Linked DNA regions of Zea mays: region 2 is linked to region 1. The links are chromatin contacts, called in public Hi-C maps. All regions are on one chromosome and are shown on one strand. Each heading gives the region's core, a stretch centred on a gene start, on an enhancer-like site or on the middle of the called end of the contact. The rest is flanking DNA. Distances are from core to core; before and after follow the strand shown.

The links. A called contact is a pair of places that touch in the nucleus more often than the background predicts.
Region 2: a contact with region 1 is called in a Hi-C map of ear, with 2.0 times the contacts expected there. The contact joins the promoter of LOC103627801 here to the promoter of LOC100191321 in region 1. A contact is called at or near these places in 10 of 25 Hi-C or Micro-C datasets (bundle sheath, ear, endosperm and 4 more) and 1 of 3 datasets of contacts at active chromatin or transcription factors (leaf).

What each region holds. Positions count from the first base shown.
Region 1 is chr5:219,169,671-219,173,537 of Zm-B73-REFERENCE-NAM-5.0, reverse strand. LOC100191321 (1-aminocyclopropane-1-carboxylate oxidase 1Acc oxidase) reads right to left here and starts at 2,256. Exons shown (of 3, transcript NM_001136755.1): 1 at 2,078-2,256; 2 at 1,291-1,520; 3 at 1-720. The coding sequence starts at 2,194. The coding sequence ends at 114.
Region 2 is chr5:219,305,860-219,309,252 of Zm-B73-REFERENCE-NAM-5.0, reverse strand. It overlaps LOC103627801, which reads left to right and starts at 1,722. Exons shown (of 9, transcript XM_008648104.3): 1 at 1,722-2,338. The coding sequence starts at 2,241.

The DNA.
Region 1 (3,867 bases), core at 1,007-3,506:
GATCGGTAGTTACACACACAACTGTGCCACTATAAGCACATGGACGTACGTTGTTCGTTCAAGCCTCAAGGCTTGACGCCACGAAGGAAGCCGGCAGCGGAAGGCAGTCTTTCTCACGCGGTGGCGATGGCCGACTTCATGGCCTCGAACCTGGGCTCCTTGGCCTCGAACTTGTGGCGCACGTACAGGTTCATGTAGTCCTCGAACACGAAGCTCGGGTACGCGGCCTCGGCGCGGTCCTCCTCGGCGGCGCCGACGAGCGCGGGCGCCGGGAAGATGACGGCGTCGGCGCCCGGGTTGTAGAAGGACGCGACGGACATGCGGTTGCCGTCGGGGCGCGTGAGCACGCGGTGCATGACGCTCTTGTACCGCCCGTTGGTGATGACCTCCAGCTGGTCGCCGACGTTGGCGACGATGGCGTGGCGCATGGGCGGCACGTCCACCCACTCCCCGCCCCTGAGCAGCTGCAGGCCGCTCACCTGGTCGTCCTGGAACAGCAGCACGATGCCGCCGGCGTCGGTGTGCGCGCGGAGGCCGTCGACGAGGTCCGGGCGCGGGCACGGCGGGTACGCGCTCACCTTGGTGCCGAACGTCGGGCCGTCCGACCCCGCGAAGGCCGCCTTCAGGTACCCGGGCTCCAGGCCCAGGTTCTCGCACAGCAGGTCCAGCAGCCTCTCCGACAGCTTCCGGATCTCCGATGCGAACTGCTCCATCACCTGCCTGCAGCGACACGGAAGGAAGGAAGGCTTTGAGACACGGCCGGAATATTCCACCGGACAAACAGCGCTGTCGCCTGCTGAAAGGCGATTCGACCTTGTCATAGCTACGGGGCTCGCACCGCATTCTGCTGTACAGCTAGCTAGCTTGTCAAGCAATTAAAGGCAACGAGATGAACAGATAACTAACTGTTTTCGCGTCGTCGTCGTCGTCAGGCAGAATTCTGATAACTTAATTATATGCGTATGGACAAAATTTCTCGAAACATTACTTAATCCGTTATGTAGGAGCAGGTCAGGTCAGGTAGTATCCCAGCCTGGTATACTCAAGTCACTCTCAAGCTAAGACTAATCAGATCAATTAAAATAAACTGATCAGTCAAAAGCGGGTGACATGGCACTTAGAACATTCCGAGAGAAGCCAACAAAAAGTCGATTAACAAAGACGACTGATCATTGGGTCGCAGCTAGCAGATAAACACTAATAATATATGATACTGATCCACACGTCATTAATTTAATGGCGCGCATCCGCACGCACGCACGTAGTGTTGTGTTTGAGGTCTGAACGCACCTGTAGCGGTCGTCGACGTCGGGGAGGTCGGCGAGGTTGGAGGCCGGGAGGTGGCGGACGAAGAAGGTGCTCTCCCAGTCCACGTCCTTGACGTCGGCGCCCTTCTCGCCGGCCTCCAGCGTCCGCGCCGCGAACTCCTGGAACTTGGCCTCCCGGAAGGTGGCGTAGTGCGCCTTGGTCAGCCGCTCCACCTCGTCCATCAGCTCGTGCGAGATGCCGTGGTTCAGCAGCTGCATGCATGGGGATGGGGACAAGACAATACATGAGATGGTGATTCGTTCGAGAGCTGGGCATCAACGAACCAATAGATAAGATGCTACTTGTGTGTGTGCTGATCAGCTAGGCGCGGTGAGAGAAAGACGTGATGGAATCAGCTGGTGGTCGGCCGGTTGATGGCATGGAGAATAGGAATCTGTACGTTCGAGGATCGTTGGCTGTTTGTTAGGTAAAGCAAGCTGCTAGAATACTTTGTTTTGCTTTTCTTTTTCTGGAACGGTGCTCGCTTTAATGTGTATCGGTTTCTACTGTCAGGAACAACTAGATTGATTTAATCCGAAACGAACAGCCTGCATGTGCTGACAGAATGAAGGGGCTCTAGATGTTGAAGAAGCAGGGGGGTGGCAGGTCAGGCAAACAACAAGTGAAGTAGTAATTCTTCCTGCTGTGTGTGGTTAGATCATTACTTATTGTGATCAGGTGTGGTGCGTAGGTTAGTAGAATAATTGTGTTCTGTGGTAGCTTCGTGTGAGCAGCAAGCAGTCTGCAGAGTATGTATGTATATGCACACCTCGAAGAAGCCCCAGTTCTCGCAGCCGTCGCGGATGACCTCCATGGCCGTGGCCCTCTCCTCTGTCTCCAGCTTCTCCATGTTCACCACCGGGAAGGAGGAAACCGTGGCCGCCATCTCTCTCTAGCTCTCGTGATGTCTCGCTGTGTTGCTTAACAAGGCAGGACAGGGCAGGCTTGAGTTTGTTTGAGTGGAGAGCGAGGCGGTGCGCGCGGCCCAATTTATAGGCGGCTGAGCGAGAAATGTTGGATTACCAGAATGGCCTCGCGACGGTACGTTTATTATTACTTTCATAGTTTAGTCAGATGGATTAGGAAGCCAAACTACGCATTCTCAAATAAAAGCAGTCTGGACGTATATAGCCCGCCGCCCGCGATGCTCGCTGATCGGCTAGAGCTAGCCGCCTCGACGCTCGACGGTGTAGATGAGCATGCAACCTGGGAGGCTGGGACAGGACAGTCCGGATGTGCAGTACCGTATTCGAAACAATTAGAACTGAATTTATTCCTTCTTGCTATAATACCATCTATGTCTATGTTTTTTAGTCTATATATCTGCACCCATAATTTATAGGTCTGAAGACAAAATTTCTGAAACCCACTAATTAATAATGTTGGTAATTTAGCAAATCACCTATCGTGTACACCAGTCCGACACATTATGACCTAATCTACAAAAGTTAGTCCAACAGCAGCCAAGTCTGCTAAGATTTTACTAGACCATCAGCACACCACTCAACTTGCCTGGTAACCTTTAACTCCCCCTCCCCTCCTCAGTGCGACCCCTTCATCGCACCGCGTCATCTCTAACTAGGGTGCCGTTTGGTTCATATATTTGTAATGTAATGGGTAACGGATAACATTAAATCATGTTTGTTTTAGTCCAACCGTAATCAGATACCACACTAAAATTTGATACCAGCCTATTCAAATTTGTTACCGCCAGTAATCGAGCCGAAACCATTACCATTACCATTTGCGTTACATTTTTTGAACCAAACAGCACCTAGATGTGTGCACGGCGAGCTGAGTGGACAATATACCGAGTGGACAGATTTTTTTACACATCTATAACTAGACGTGTGCATGGGCACGGCGAGCCGCAATTATGCGGGCTATTCGAGATAGAGACAAGTCCTCTGAGGATTATTGCAACTGATCCCAGCTAATTAGGCTGGATATATATGATATAGATTATTGTACGATATCATACGGCTGTGATCCTATTCTATTACTCCCTCCGTTTCTTTTTATTTGTCGCTGGATAGTGTAATTTTACACTATCCAGCGACAAATAAAAAGAAACGGAGGGAGTACCTAGCTATCTGTAGGCCTAATCCTATACTTTACAGATTGATGTGGTCAAGACATTAGAGATAGTGGCATACGTAAGTACTCTACGACGATTCCAGATTTGAATACGGCTTTGTATGTCTTTTTTTTCGGTCACCGCCGCACCACCTACCAAAATTAGCAAATTCCTGTTTTTATTTGCCCCAAATTCCGACATAAGTACATAAAAATCTTGATTTTATTGCATTAAAACTTCAAGACTAGTTTGGAAACTTAAACCACCGTACCTCGGGGTTTCTGGAGATTTGAGTCTCAATCCCCAGAAAGGATTTCAGTTTTCAAACTAGCACCAAAATAATATATATACGGATTGTTTAGTCACTGAAGCCCAATCTTAAGCTAAATGCTATTCTATGAATTTTACATTTTTTTTATACCTACCTGTGAGGTACATAGGTTTGGATTTGATCCCTAATCTAGACCCTATGTCCCTCTCTG
Region 2 (3,393 bases), core at 473-2,972, 140 kb before region 1:
ATCTAGAAAAACCTGCTCCACCTTCCCTTAAAACAGCTCCTCAACCAACCAAATATGGACTTCCACTTAAAGTTTGATCGAAATTACCCGCAATTGCTATTGGACAAAAACATAACGAGCCAATTTATGGATTAAACATTTGAGACCATTTTATGCACTACTATGATGGGAATATTTTATATGTTATTGTTTCATAATTTTTTTCCGTATATGCATCCTACTTATTGGTTTGTAACAAAGTTGAACTGCAAAGGGTACAACAGACAATTGTCACAGACTACCAACTCTCAGCAGACAAGAATCAGTTTACTTGCCAAACGGTTTTAAAAATGATTCTGATTCTCTAGGAGAATCAGGAGGATCAGCTCCTCACGAGGATCAAGATCTAGAGCTAAAGAAGCAGGAGCTGGAGCTTTGCCAAACAGACCCTTAATTGTGAAACAAAGGTTAGGGAAGCATGTGATCCTTCACTTGTTGGATTGGCCTTTGCCATCAGAAAATTGCAAAACCCTTTATGTGCTGTCTTTATAGGATGAATCCTAAATATTCGAATTATATAAAAAATTTAATACTTTAACATAGATGTGCATAAATTTGGTCATAGGTTGAAGACAAGAATATTTTTTATACATTTTTTGCATTATTTTCTCCATACAACGGAGAAGGTGAACGGGCATCTGAATATATCTGAACATCTGAATCTATCTGCATCTAAATTTTATATCAATTATTTAAATAATATATAAAACGAATTTAAGGTTTAAGTTTTATGAATCTTAATAAGCTCGATACTAAAAACAAGGATATACGTTTATATAACATATTTTATATCATATTTGGCTGACATCCGGATCCATTCCTAGGTATTTATTTCCATACTGTGCGAGTTGTAATATGACTAGCTTACGATCAATTTTACTTCCTTTGTCTAATAATAAGTGACCTTTAATAATTTAGTAAAAATCATATTAGTGTGAAAATATACATATATTTATTGTATTTGAGAAAAAAGAAAAAACTACGAAAAACACAACTATAATCAAGTTGTGTGATTCGTATATATAGGTATAGGTACATTTATTTTCGAAAGAAAAACTAAAGTCTAGTGCACTTATTGTACCACCGAGTACTCCCTAGCAGAGTGCCTGCCAAAAATCAATATGGTCTGCAAAGCAACAATTCCGTTGCCTGTCGCTCGGCTCGAGCCACGAGGCGTCACGCGCACGCCGTTCGTTTGCTTGCGTGTCCCCATGGTATTCCGCACCTCCGCGCTTCTGTCCGAACACCGCACTCCTTTCGCGCTCGGGCCGAAACGCCATCTCGGATTCTCGGAGGCCCATCCCACGGGCCACGGCGCACGTCAGAACTTGCGCAGACGATCCCAGCCTGGTCACGCAAGTTTCGCCTCACTTCTCTAGCTCCTTCCACTGGAGCGTGGTCCCACAGAACCAGAACCCACGCGTCAGGGAGAAACTGGAAGCGCTCGTCGTGCTACCTTTGCTTTGACGCGCGGCAAGCAGATGTGCCAAACGAGATGACGACAGCCGCGGAGGCGCATCACGCTGCCTTGTGGGGCAAGCACACAAACCGCCAGCTGGGCCCCACCATCAGTAACGCGGCCACGCGGTGCCGGTACGTCGACATTTGCGCCGTCAGCTATCGCCCGCGCCGAACGCGCCACCGCGTTGAACAAAGTGCGAGATGCCTGACGAGTGGGGTCCGGGAAAGCATCGTCCCCACATGTCATCAGCAGCTAAATATCCGAACTGTCTCGGGCGCAGACCGCAGAAGAAGTTACCCAAAGCAAAAGGGTAGGCGGGCTGCCACGGCCCGCACCCCCGCGCCCGCCGTTGGTTGGTTGGCTGCCTGCCTGCCTGCCTTCTCCCGCGGAGGGCACCGCGCCTCGCCGCGATCCGGTCACCGCCCTCCTCCCTGGCACGGGCGGAGCTCCACATCGCGTGGCAGCCGCGCGGTGGCGGCGGCGGCGTGTTGAAACTGGGAAGCCATTGACGATCTGGTGCCGCGTGGGGAAAAAGGGAGGCGGGCGGGCGGTGTCTTTACCGCCCGCGCGCGGGCATTAACTCCGGGCTGTGGTACCTGACCACCCTGGCTTGCGGATAAGCACAACGCCATGGGAGCACAGAGCTGACCTCGAGGAAGGTACTTGAGGAGGAAGCCTCTCCGATTCCACCATATTCGCACCCGGATTTGGGGGACTCCAGCGTCTGATCTGCCGTTTGATGCAAGAACTTGCCGTTTCTCAGCTAGGCTGCTGCGGCGAGATGGTGCGGGCCGGCGAGAATAGGCATTTCTTCCCGCTCACCAGCTTGCAAATCGGGTACGTTTTTCGGGGAATTCTCTCTCTTGTGCTCGGATTTTGTCACGCGATTGTTGGTTCTTTGCCCACAATAAGACTGCCGGCCTCTGGTTGCCAGCTTGCCGGCGAGGTGCTGGTGCTCGCTCACTGGAGTAATGGAGCAGAATGCTTTTGGCGCTCTTTTTTTTTCCTGTTGCGAATTGCGTTGTTTTACTGTTTGTGAGGTCGTTAAGATTGCAATGCGATGTGGTTTTGATGCTGATTTGTTGTTTATGCGGATGAGAGATGTTCGGCGAGTGATATAGATGTGCAAATTCAAAACATTTCCCCTTTTTCTTGTGTACAGTTTACCACTAGTTCTTGCAGGGAAACTGGCATGAGCCCGTTTGCCTCAAAGAAGTGAATTGCTTGCTTTTGTGCCGCCTGCAGAAGATAATTCCAACATACTGTTTTTGGGAAAGTGACAGGAATTGTCACAAAACGGGGAATGGGCAATTTTTATTCGCTTGTGTAGATGTTTCGGGAGGTACACTTGCGTTGCGTGGTCGCCAAATGGAAAGGAAACCCACGGTTGGAAATATTGTTAGTTGAAGCGACAAATGGTCAGAAATTCAGAATTGCCATGCACTGGAACCATTTTTCATTTTTGCCACTCATAGCGTTTCTCCCAACTTGTACAACATGGACTTTGTTCGACCGCCGGTAGTGATAGTAAAATCTGCATTCTGTCCGGTGGTCCCAGCAAAAACTGCCCAGGCTTCTGCTGCGTGTGTCCTTCCGTCCTGTGAACTGATCAGTATATATGTTGTGTGCCTATATTAGTTTCTGAGGTGCTGTGTTTTCAGTTTTTCGCTCACATTTGGACTTCAGCGTCCACAGACGAAATGAAAGAAAAGCTAAAAACTAAGCAGTTCAATATTATATGTTAACAGCTGAATTTCTGATATGTTTTTTCCCGGAGCTGGTATTTGCAAACGAGAATTAGTGCTGTGCTGGTGAGCATTTTGCACTTTCAGTTCCATGGTTTTGTCTATTTAGTTTCTGGGTTTTGACATCTCAATGTTTATTCTTGTCAT